Linked DNA regions of Salmo salar: region 1 is linked to region 2. The links are chromatin contacts, called in public Hi-C maps. All regions are on one chromosome and are shown on one strand. Each heading gives the region's core, a stretch centred on a gene start, on an enhancer-like site or on the middle of the called end of the contact. The rest is flanking DNA. Distances are from core to core; before and after follow the strand shown.

Evidence for each region. A called contact is a pair of places that touch in the nucleus more often than the background predicts.
Region 1: a contact with region 2 is called in a Hi-C map of muscle, with 5 times the contacts expected there. The contact joins the promoter of LOC106605232 here to the enhancer-like site in region 2. A contact is called at or near these places in 3 of 3 Hi-C or Micro-C datasets (blood, gill and muscle).

Annotation. Positions count from the first base shown.
Region 1 is chrssa05:56,707,297-56,713,984 of Ssal_v3.1, reverse strand. It overlaps LOC106605232 (sodium channel subunit beta-1), which reads right to left and starts at 5,301. Exons shown (of 6, transcript XM_014200654.2): 1 at 5,149-5,301; 2 at 2,049-2,215; 3 at 1,530-1,767; 4 at 949-1,123; 5 at 664-718; 6 at 1-484. The coding sequence starts at 5,149. The coding sequence ends at 673. It overlaps LOC106605230 (protein Aster-A), which reads left to right and starts at 4,484. Exons shown (of 22, transcript XM_045718400.1): 1 at 4,484-4,637; 2 at 5,237-5,425.
Region 2 is chrssa05:56,670,031-56,676,131 of Ssal_v3.1, reverse strand. It overlaps LOC106605233 (sodium channel subunit beta-1), which reads right to left. Exons shown (of 5, transcript XM_045718399.1): 5 at 3,927-5,864. The coding sequence ends at 5,777. LOC106605230 (protein Aster-A) reads left to right here. Exons shown (of 22, transcript XM_045718400.1): 21 at 1-26; 22 at 190-2,664. The coding sequence ends at 282. Among protein-coding and RNA genes, the nearest start is that of LOC106605233, 26 kb to the right of the region's middle. Within about 2 kb of position 3,676, at least 1 of the 13 cell types and tissues checked has an H3K27ac peak or open chromatin away from gene starts, as enhancers often do. A contact at or near this core is called in muscle, where this site is marked.

The sequences.
Region 1 (6,688 bases), core at 4,052-6,551, 36 kb before region 2:
ATGCACAATGACAGGTTTTGAATGAAAGACTTGCTGCATTACAAGTGTGACTAGTTTGGTATTTTGTTCTAAGAGTTGTGAAAATGTACCACATACTTGTGAAAATAGCCCTAAAGCGATTTAAAACAATCTGTAATAACATGGTTGCAGATGAGACCTGTGTAGATGCACGGTAGTTTCTGCCAAAGCTTTCTATGTAGCTCAGGTGGAACCATCTGTAATCAGAGCTTTGTCAGAACTGTTGATCCATCACGTGATGACATTCTCTGTTGAGCTGACACACTAAGGCTATTCGGCACCACCTGTTAATCTAATCACCACTCACTCCAGCTGCAACTACCTCGTACAGTAAATCAAGTACATTGGAAACTGCATGTGTTACACACTAGGCTAAGACATTCAAATTCTATTTCTATGATATAATAGCCTTGTGGTGTAGTGGTAACAGTTGCTTGTGACAGAGTTCTCCACCTTTGATGTTTACCTGTTAGATACACACAAACAAAATACATCAGGATTGCAGTGAAATGTGTCCTAATTTAGAATGGGGAAAGTAATTCAATTTATTCTCTGCAGTCAGCGGTCCACAGTCATATCTATGGTACAATCAAGTCTATAAAATCACACTTTCAATCATGTGAGAGGATTTCAAAACAAACTCACTGAAACAAGTCACTCCAGAAGCACTCCATCACAATTGTCCTTTGAGTCTAAAGGTCTGGAAATGTCAAAAAATAGACTGAGTTAATTGTCAGGAAGCAAAAGAGATGGAGGGATGACGAGAGAGAAATAATGACATAGAAAGTGAAGTTACAGTATCTGGTATAGAGTAGAATGGAGAATATGTACCATAGTGTAATTTGTGAATCAAAGGATGTCTATCTCTATGGTGTGCACATTTGCACAGTATAAAGTATAAATGAGCAAATACTTAAGACTGGCTCTTACTCTTTTATTAGGGCCAGTTTTCGGGCCCTCAGGGCTTTGCGGGCATCCCGCGCCTCGTGTTCAGCCCAGATCTTGTTGTAGCAGTGGATCAGCACCACGATCATCCACAGTTGCAGCACCACAATTAGCACGTACATCATGATCTCTGACACCACCGACAACAGCTCCCGATTGGCTAGGAGGAGGAGAGGGAGTGCTTTGCAGAGATCATGTGTACGTTACTGTATACATTCATTTCTATAGAGCGCATGTAGAGTTCAAGGTGAATCTAAATACTTTTAAGTAGATGGTTAATGGGCCTCATTTTTAAATAGGTATGGATGAGGACGTAAGAAAAGGAAATGTGGATATTTAATAGTATTTTTGGATTCATCATATCATCACATAAACGTGTGTTACATAAGATGCATTGTTTTTTTACTAAGAGGGAAAAGAGTCTAAACAGCGTGGTCAGACTGTGAAAACCATGAAGGAAGAACTTCAGGACTTTGTCACATACACAACAAAGACCATTAAAGAGAGATTGATTTAAAAAGCAATAGATGGCAGAAACATTGTTCACTGGGAGGGATCCCCATTACCTTCGGCCACCACAGTAAGCTCCACCTCCTTTTCCACTGTGATATATTCATTATCCAATGGGAGGAATAGGGTGCGCTGGAAGGTGCAGCGATAGGTGCCTGTGTCATTAAACGTGACGTTGTGAATGAAGATGGCTCCTATCTGTACATCCTTGCTCCCCATTGTTCCCTGCCACTCTAGCCGGTCGTTAAAGTCCTCATGGAGGGTGTTGGGGTGTGGGTGGTCATAGTGAAAGATCTTAAAAGAAAGTAAAACACCCACACAGTGTTAATACACTCCCAGATTATAAATTACGTAATATTTCACCCATGGTATTACACATGCATTCCTCTATACCAAATTGTTCCATATTGTCATTTTTAGCCTTTCTACTGTCTTGGTAGTCAAGTCACATTTTATTTACAGTGCAATTAACAAGTCTCATTACACTTTACAAAAACATTATACACTTACATAATACACACTAATTAATACATAATACACTTTACAGCTAGTCAGTATGTAGTAGGCCTACTTACATGGATGTACTCCTCCTCTCCTGTGGCTCTGAAGTGCCAGTCAACCGTGGTATAGGCCGGGACCTCCTCTCTCCTCTTACAGGAGATGCAGCCCATGAGGAAGCTCTCCCCGGCCACCGCCTCTGTCATGGAGTCCACCTCTGCACAGCCCCCATGACAATGTGGCACTTGGGTAACCAGGGGATCATGGTGCCAGAGGCAGAGTAAGAGGAGTGGGGAGTTGGGGTCAGAAGAGAGAAGAGCAAGGAATTAGACAGCAGTTTGACATGATGACGAAATACTCGCCCAAGATCAATGGGGTTATAAATAACAACAACACTAAGATGATCAGGAACAATACATCGTATTGATAATTAGAATTATGTATAATATAATAACCAAGCTAATATTTACAATTTTTGTCGGCTACATATAATTTTATAACAGCAGTACACACTTGACTTTTGCATTAGGCCATAGCCTTATAATATGTTATGCAGGCTGATTCGTTATCTTTTTGGTCTCCATTTTTTTTAAGGGAAAACTTACCACAAAGAACAAAGACCAGGAGTGACGATAATAACTGTTGTATCATTTTTCTTCCAAAACTCTTGTCAGCAAATGAATAAAATAAAATCCCCCTATTTTTATTTTCTTGCTTTACTCCCCACGAGTTTCTTCTTGCATGAAACGGAGTGAACTAATTTCCAATAGGTTGCTATGTTGTTAACTTCGCCATTGTTATTCAATACTTTTTCTACCTTATTCTGGCATGTTCTGATTTCCGCTTAATCAGAGTTGGTTTGACATTTCCAATTGATAACTGTTCAGATAAAAACGGATTGAAGTTTATGTATGATTATCAATTAATCGGAGTCTATTATTTATTCATTTGCTTCAAGCTACGCGAATAATAACAATACAGAAGCTATCGATGCAGTTTTCAGCCTACACTCTAGTCTACACAGTATGAGTTCGTATTTGACAATGCTATTTTTAGACCGTGTGAATACATGCCTGTCTTGAATGTCCAACAGTTTTAGCGCACCCAGGCCAAGGCGAAAGAGAAGTTGAAATCAATGTACTATTGCATGATAGCCAAGCCAACCAAACCTTTCTAATGCAAATCATAGCCAACTAATTACCATATGGGGCTGTTTTTTGCACACAACTTTGAAGCTTTGTTTTAACCAACAACCTATTCTTATTTTATCAATCAATTCAATTGTTCTTTGTTTGGATTCTTTCAGTGGCCTATGGTTTTGATTGAATGGTCTGTCAATGATCATTCTGGTTTTAATCTCTGAGAATAGATGGACCCTATAGGCAGTAACGAAACTGCAGTTGTAATGCACATTGGCCAATTAACAGTTTGGTTATGAAGGATGATTATTTTGATAAACATTTTGTCCACACTCTAAGTTGAAAGAAAAAAAATCAACAAATAAGTATTCAGTTTACTATCACTGACCAGGAAATGTGACATAATGTCAAATTTGTTAAGCAAATGAGGCAAGATAAAGACATGCGTATGTGTATTCAAATGTGTGCCTGTCTATAGTTTGCTTATAGGACACACATGATGCACAACTCTATAATGTTCCAGAATATCAAACAATCAATTCATGTATTTGTCATTGTTGGCCTTTCCCATTAGTGTCAGAAGTAGGATGGAAAATGAAGTTATTATATTCTATTATATTTGTAATAACTTCCTTGGCAAAAGCAACATTTTCTTCAACTGTCAACTGATGCACAGGCAGGGTTGACTCAGCATCAACAAGATGTATCAGATGTCATCAGATATCTGTTATCAGCAATCTGAAGCTCATTCAATGCCAAATGACTTGGAAACACAAGGCTATTGCAATAGAAGGCAAGGTCAACAAAAGAGATGACTGAAGGACAACATAATGGCAAAAAGACCCAAGGAGCAGATAGCATATGAGGATTTAATAACATGTCGTCCATCACCTCGCTACCTTGTCTGTATGTACACATGTCTACCTCACATGTTTTCAAATGTATTTGTTATGTGAGGAAATCTCAGCTGGTTAATGAAATGTGCTCTATGATGTACAGTCATTTGATATGCGCAATAACAAGAGTTGCAATTCATCTCTGTCAGGGAATGTCTAGGTCTTATTTGTATGTTCTGGATGTCCAGGAAATGATCATGTGATGCAACCACACACACAGGTTTACTTAGACCTTGAGGGTTGACAACATTAAAGCTTTAAAGCTAAAATGGAGTCATGATAAACACAGTTACAGTTGTGTATGAAAACTGATGCCTGTTGATGTAGGGGGGGGGGGTATCCATTTGTTATGTTGCTTTCACCACTCCTGTATAGGACACACACACCTCCCCTCTCTTTATTCCAAACCACACATGCTGATGTTTTTTTATTTTTAGCCCAGATCTGATTTCTAGTTCCCCATTCTGTGAAGGGAAGCGTTCAGCAACACATCTCTCCGTGACCTGGTTTGCGCAGGCATAAACTCAGATTCTCGTTGAGTCGTTGGCACCATGGAACTGGAGCTGTCCAGGTGTTTATAACCGGGTGTAATTACCACGAAGCGCGAAGATGTAAACCAAAGATTATTCAGGTATGGACTTATAATAGTGTGATAGATTTTAAATTTAAAGTAGTTTATTTATCATATGAAATGTAACAAACGAACATGCCAACGTATTTTATTGATTTGATATTTCTTTGCATTTTACATACAGCCCTGTAGGCCATATGTCCCTGAAGTATCAATCATGATGTAGACAAAATGTAGACTGAGCAGTCTTTTTCTTGAAAAACTTTTCACAAGTTTTTTGAGGTAACGGCTAAGACAACAACGTTATAGCCTAGTTACACAGGTACTTATACAATATATGCCTACACATGGAAACGAGGGTGAGCAGAGAGAGCATATTGTAAGTAAATATTGTCACGTGCATGAACACTGTCCATGTCTCTGTCCCTGTCTAGATGTCATACACAAACATTGACCTGTTGTTGACCATTGCACTTTCATATTAACCTAAATATTATACATTTATACATACATCTTGTTAGGCTACTAAAATTCTCCGTTTTATTAATTATTATTATAAAACATAGGTTACTGTATTGTCTGTTGTTTCTCTGATAGAATGTCCAAGTGGTGAAACCAAATGCTCTTGTTCCTTGTCAATATCCCCTTCTTGCTTTCAGTCTTCTACCAGAACAAGGTGACCTGTCCTTCACCCAGGCGCCTGCAGCCGCAAAGTATTCGACTGCATGGATATCGCATCTCTCAGCTCGGCCCGAAATTAATCAGTTACAGCTCAGAGAGTAGCCGATAGCAGCATACACACACAAGCGTTGCAGCAATGGTGGACCACTGTGACCTACCTCATGAAGGTGAGATCCGGACTAATAAACCTATATTAATCAATAATATCAAGGATGTTTCATGATAATTTAAATATGTGTATTTAGTTGTACTTTTCCTCTGTGTGAAATTTCAAGCGTGGTTAAGTCCATTATTTTGCATATCATTATTGTGACTGCACACATTTGAATCACAAGAGGGCGCAACAAGCCTATTCCTGCCCTTTATCTAAACCATTCTATCTGCATTAATGGACATGGTTTTAAACAGCTCCCATGGTATTAAGTCATTAATTGAGAGGCATTACAGATTCACAGATTCACAGATTGTTGTGGGCGCTATCCATGCAATTTGTATTCTAGTGCTGATCGTTGAGATGGCGCTGATTCAGTCACCTGTGGCTGAATAAAGTTTCACAGTTTTAAGCCCGCCCTACTAGGATATAGCTTCGTTTGATTCGCTTAAAGTGCTTCCCATCGTCATGAGAACCCGTTATTTGTCATCCAGCGTCTTGTCACCAGACTGTACCACACGTTTTGGGGAAAGGGTTATAATTTGAAATTATTATGTAACAATGTATTATTATTTAGCAATATTTTAAAGCATTTAGATAAAAATCAACCCACAGGTATATATTTGCGTTGCTCCGGAACATAATGTTCCATTTTAGAAGTAGTTAGGAAATATACTAATATATATATATGACTGTTGATGCCCCCCTCTTCAAAGTTTTTGTTTGGCTCTGTTGAGATTCCGCTTCGATCGCTTTCTGTCTTGCAAAAGTGCTAGACGCAAACATGGAAAACATTAAAGTTTCCCATATAAGACGCATCATCGATGTTTAAGACAACAAGATAAAAGCACAATAAATACCAGCAAGCAATGTAGCTAGCGTTAGCAAGCCAGTTAACGTCAGACCAGCAGACAACGAACCGCTTTACCCGGTGCGTAGCTAGCTGGCTTACGACGTCGTTAGCATAACTAGCTAATGGTGTTGTTAGCTAACTAGCCAACAGTTAGCTCGCTTCAACTAGGCAAATGTCGGAATAAACAATACGTTGACTGCTTCTATGTTCCACCAGTAGCTAGCTACGTGTATATTTAACACGGAAGTTTGGCTGGTTAGCTAGCTAACTATCTTGTCAGTCAGGTCTATTTCGGCGAGCTGCCTGGTGTATTGGCAGCAGGAGTGGAGGGTTTTACATCTCAAAAGGATGCTGCTGATGGGATCCTGTGAAAAAGTGGATTTTAATATCGCTCCTCGCACTGTCGCTCGGCTTGTCTTCGAAGCC
Region 2 (6,101 bases), core at 2,427-4,926:
AATCCTCAGTCACTCTACTAGACCAGGTGTGTGTGGGTGTGTGTGTGTGTGTGTGTGTGTGTGTCCAAGCATGTACACGCATCATTTACGAAGCGTTCCCTAAGGCTAACAAACGGCTTCACTGTTATTCATGAAGAGTCATCGTGGCTGTCGTAATGACATTAGCCTCCTCCTCTCTCTCTCCCTCAGATGAAACAGTCATTGGAAAAGCTCCACCGAGGCGTCGTCACTCCAGAAGTCCAGCAGGATCCCCCCTCGAACCCCACTTCAGTCTCTCACTGAGCACTGATCCTCCCTCCCTCCCTCCACCCCTCAGGTGGGTATGAATAGACCACGGGGGAGAGAGCCAAGGGGGAGGTGGCCAGAGGTGGAGGGTCCAGCTGGGTCAATCAGGGAGAGTGACACTCTCTCACCCGATCCCAAGCTCTGCTCCTGCTTCTCTACTCAAAACGGACAGGGAGAGGTGGGGGGTCCCCACGCCTCAGTCTGAGCAACCTGCAATGGGGTGGGTGGTGAGTGACCTTTGGGGGGGGTACTACACTACCCATAACTCCCCACACCTCAACCTGCAATGGCAAAGTTCCACCTTCCATAGTCACCACCACCTCTCACGTCCAGACAGTTAGACTGGGAATGTCTTCAGGGCTACAGCAATAACATAGCATGGTGAGCCAACCATATGTCCCTCAGTCAGGGCTAAAGGCTGGCCAGTTTGTATAGTACCATCTGCTCCTCACATGCAACCAACCATGCTGCTCACCCTGAACCATCTCCCCTGCCTGAGAATCCAAGAGACATTTTCAAAAGAAAACGGACGATCTACTGCATTTCAACATGTGCAGCCCTGCTGATGCATTTCAAATGGAGAGACTCGGGTCCAGCGCATTTCATAATGGACTGACTTGACTTGGATCGACTGCAGCTCTCAAAATGGGCCAACCCAGATTAACTTTGCGTTTCAAAATGGATGGACTCTGACATTTGGGAAATTGGGAGCTTTCCCAGCCCTGATAAACAGCTATGGCTCTGTTCCCAGCTGAAGCCAGCCTAGGGGACTTATGTGCCTCGGTGTGAGGGGTCCGCTCAGCTTAGTCCCCCTTGAGCCTCTGGAAATGAGGGACACATGACGAGAGAGGGGAAAGCTCTGATGGATTACAGAAAGTCTCCTGTTTCGAACTTTTTTTTTTTTTATCGTTCTCTCTCTCATTCTCTCCATCTGGGATCAGCAGCTTCCATCTTAGACTTGATCTGCTATTGGAGAATCATTTCAAAACAATACCTTTTTTTTTTTTAAGACGTTAATAATACAAAAAGACTCCTAAATCGTCTACTAGCTCGTTTTTATCGTTAGCTGTCTTTTTGAGGGTGACTGGGTTGTTTCGAGAATCGCGAGCGAGCGAATGATGAGTGTGCGCGCCAGACCGTCCCAGTATTTATTTAGCACGACTTTGATTTCGAAAAGTCCTGTCCCGCTCTCAACGCCAGTGATTTATCTTTTCCTATATGCTCTGTGTTAACACTTCAGCACGGACCAAGAAAGAGCTATTAAGTTAATCTTTTATATTTACTGGTCATAGCAATAATGATATTTGGTGATTTATACTACTTTTGAATGTGTAAAAAAGTAGTATATCACTAAAGTGTGTTTAGGGCAAAATGAGACAAGCAAGCGAAGATGTGGAGTTGGACAAGAAGACGGAGATATAAGTGTATTAGAAAGAAGTATCCTCAATGTTACATCGTCACTGTTACATTTGGTATTATTAAGATGATTATGAGTTTATGTCGGATACTTTTTTTTGTTTGTTTTTTTCCGCACTTGGTCAACTTCTAATTGTGTTATTGGATCGGACTTGAAGCGTTTCAGGGTTACTGACTGTACTCTGTAGACCAGGCTCTGCGTACCAAATAGCACCCCGTTCCCTTTATAGTGTAGCGCACTACATAGGAAATAATGTGCCCTTTGGGACGCAGCCTTTGTAGACCAGGTAAACAGAGAGATGCAATAAACTAGTGACTTTCTAGTGTAAACTGGGCTGGACTTAAAAAAGGACCAACCAGAACTGTAGGCCTGGATAAAGGGAAACTATTGCAGTACTGTGTTTGTGAGTTCAAATTGATGTTTATATGTTATTCCTTTTCATTTTATATCTTTATTTTGTAGTCTATCTTGTTTGTTTTTGTTTGTCGGAAGGTCATCTCATTTTATTTTCTGCTCCCCCCCCCTCTTGATTCCCTCTCACTGTCTATCAAAAACCATCTTCTCTTTTCCTGATGATTTTCCTTTTCATCCCCCCTCCTATTGTCTTTTTCACTCTTCCTCTCTCTCTCTTTCCTCGTTGTACTGCCTGCCCCCCCCCCCCTCACTCCTTCCGTCTCTTGCCTGTGCACTGAGTAAGTCAGCTGTGTAAGTGTGTGAGCCTTGCTGTGCACGGCCAAACAGTGAGTGATCAAAGGATGTACTATATTTATTAGGTTCAGGGAGGAAAGGGGGGTGGGGGGGTCTGTGGAGCAAATGTACTGTAAAAGATTTGATTGTACACAATGCCCTGGAGAGAAATGAAAAGTTCTAAAATATGCAACTCATTGGAGTCTTATTTTTTTTAAATGTGTGTGTCATCAACCATTTTCATAAAGTTGAACTAAAAAAAGTATTAAAAAACAGTCGGTGTAATTATGTCATCTTTCTGACTTCCCAGCGTGTCCAAATTCAAGCTGATCTGTTGGTTTGACCTGTTGAGGCAAAGCATTTCATTGATTTAGATGTCTGCCAATAACGGCGACTTCAGACAAAGTCCATGTAGATCGATACTGTCGATTGACCTACAAACACAGTTGATCTACTGGCCTACATCATTACCAAGGAGCAGGAGACACTGTTCCCATCTATTAATGTCACAGGAAATGATCTGCCCTGCTATACCTATATGTTTAAGGGCGGTCATTAGGTGACTCCCACCTGTACCGCTTCCCCTCTTTAGATAATATATCAGAAAAATATCTGGCATTTAGCAGATGCTTTTACCCAAAGAAACTTAGTCATGTGTGCATTCGTTATACCTATGAGTGGTCCCGGGAGTCCAACCTACTGTTCCGGCGTTGCAAGCACCATGCTGTACCCACTAAGCTTCAGAGGACACGTTAGTTCATGGAGAACTTGGAGACAACTTGAACTCTCCTGTGTTAAGAACAGAGACGGTATGAAATTAAGAGACGGAGAGAAGGGAGATGCGATGTAGGGCTGGTAGTCGCTAGGATACGTACAATTTACGTTTGTCGTTTAGCAGACTCTCTTATCCACAGCAACTTAGTGCATTCGTCTTAAGATGGCTAGGTGGGACAACCACATATCACAGGCATAGAAAGCTACGTTGACGAAAAATGTACTATCGGTCGAGTCAAAGCTAGATTGGGTGGGAGAAGGTATATGTGCAGAGTATAGGGCCCTTAACTGTAAGGCCACACTCAGGCACCTTATACATTATGTTAAAGTACATTTGGAAACTGTCAATTAAATATTTAATACCAGTGGTTTTAAAAGGTCATAAGGGAAAGTTTGTGTTTGACCACAGCCGAAGTCGGTCATGGACAACGCCACAGTCAACAGACTACATTATCTGATATCTGATCCTCCTGACTGTGTGAGCCTGTCAGTTCCCTGGAAATGTCACATCACCAGTTTCCAGTCAGGTACTCTATCATGAGGTTAGCCACAGCTCAGTGACAGCCAAACATGTGACTGCATGCCAGAACAACAGGCCATTTCTGTCCCACACTTCAGTTGCCCCTATGCTCTTCAGATTATATTATTACACTCTGTCTGTCTCTCTGTCTTTGTCTGTCTGTATGCGTGTTAAAGAGGGTCTTGTCAGAGACGCGAAAAGTTCCCACAAACATTTCCCCAAATATAAAAATCTGACAAGGTAGAAATTGTTTTGATTTAATAAACCAGACATAAAGCCTACTCCATTCTCACATGACAATTGTATTATGGTATAAAGCTGACCGTTTCGGCAAGCAACATTTCAACAGTAGTGTATACTGGATCAGCTCTCTTCAGTGAACATTTTAAATTACAGCAGAAGTTGATTATTCCCTATTCTAAGCCTGTTTTCTTCCAACATATATTCCGCTATTGAATGTAGAAGTTCCGTGAAAGGTGAATAGAATCTCTAATCTGACCAAATCAGCTTCAAGGTTTTTAAAGGGAATTTTGAATAATTCATTATCTTGAACATGAATTTGTTCACGTGTGGCAGTTATCATGCAATAACAATCCTATTATTCTTTCACTTTTCCGTACTTCAAATGTAGCAAACCCAGACCCCTTAGTAGTTAAACCCAGATCCCAATGAAATTATACAAGAAAGTATGTGTGCAAGATTGCGGTCCACATTAGGCAGTGTTATGCTGCCCCTGGAGGTATAATACAGAATTGACTGCCAAATAAGAATGACAGGGATGTCCGTTTTTTTCCAATAGCAGCTCACTGTATTCTGCTCCATGGGGATTGGTCTTTGACCAGTCAGACATTCCTCCTCTAGGCACACTGGACAAATTATGGTAGTTTCCCACGGCAGTAAAATGGTAGCTAATATCACAAGCCCTTGGTTGTTGTAAATATGGTAAGGAAAATCTAGCAAATAAAGCATTAATGAAATATGGAGAGAATGCAATTATACTGTAATAAATATATGACTGGATGTTGCATATTGAGGTTTCCAGTCACAACGGTAGAACGATAGTTTAAACATTTTTAACTGGCACTGCTATAATGTGACACTTTCTAGAAGGATACATTGATGGATAATTATAGCTTTGTGAGGAATTGACCATGTTGATTACCTTAAATCGTCTGACAAGCAACCCTCACAAGCTGATGTCCAAATGAATGTACATCAAATCACAACCATCCGTTTCACTCGCAAAATCTCAATGAGACTAACCGGTCACGTGAAAATGGTTCCCTAGCGTTGATAGATAGTTAGCTACAGTCCTTCTCTATCTACTGTATGTGCAGACATGAGTCCTATACTGGATAGTGAATTTGCCCTGATCCTAATGTGCTAAATGTACTTTTGGAGTTTGAGAGAGTTATCCACGTCCCCAAAAAAACGTCTAACATTACTAGAACATTTATGCTTTAACCTTTTAACAGGTGGACAGATGCTGTCAAACCAGGAATAGCTGCTCTGGATGTGTACAATCCATTACTCCCAGCTAGTCAACCGTGTGTTAGGCTACTACTCCTCGGGATACTCGTTTCATTAACCCGAATGCATAACTTAAAGTTTTCTTGGAATGTTTTTGAATATACCGGTAGGCTAGTCTGGATCTGCTCATAAATAGCCATGGAAGGTCTGATCAAGACAGGCTACTAAAACCATTGGGCAAGATTGCAGTTGAGTTCTGACCTCTAATTGCTTTCGTACAAGCACACTTTAGAATCCTGAAAATGACCTTTAGAAACATTAACGCCAGTAGTTATGATGTATCAGTAAACATGCAGCTCTACTTAATCTACAATGCTATGTATGAACTAACTTATTATAATGTAGGAGTGTTACAATGAAGATTTGGATTGCGTAACTAAGCATACATACTGTATTTACAACTCTCTTTATTATAGAACTGCTAGATAGTACACTCGTGCTGTAAATTTGCTTTTAAATACAGTGAAGTCCTTTTTTTCATTGGCTGTTTCACTTCTCATCCATCTGTTCTCTGGACAGGCCTCTTGGCTGCTTGTCCTCCTGGATGGGGTAATGCGTTGGTGTCATAATGGAAGTCTGGAAGAAAGGGTGAAGTGGAGGAGTGTTGAAGGGCTATCGAGAGCTATTCGTCGTTTGGAGCCATTCTTTAACCTGAAATGAAAACAACTTGTAAGGACATGGAGATGCCATGAGTCCACTAGTCCCTTGTGACTGCCTTGAAGGTGAAGTGTCTCCTGGATTTATTTTAGGGGAAGAAACCATCTAATATCAAGTTATAAAATCCTGAACTTTCCCTTTAAAATTCAAATGTAGGTGATTTGGTTCTGGGTGCTGATATTATGAGTTCGCATCAGTGACAGAACAAGAGTAAAGGAAAGAACAGACAAC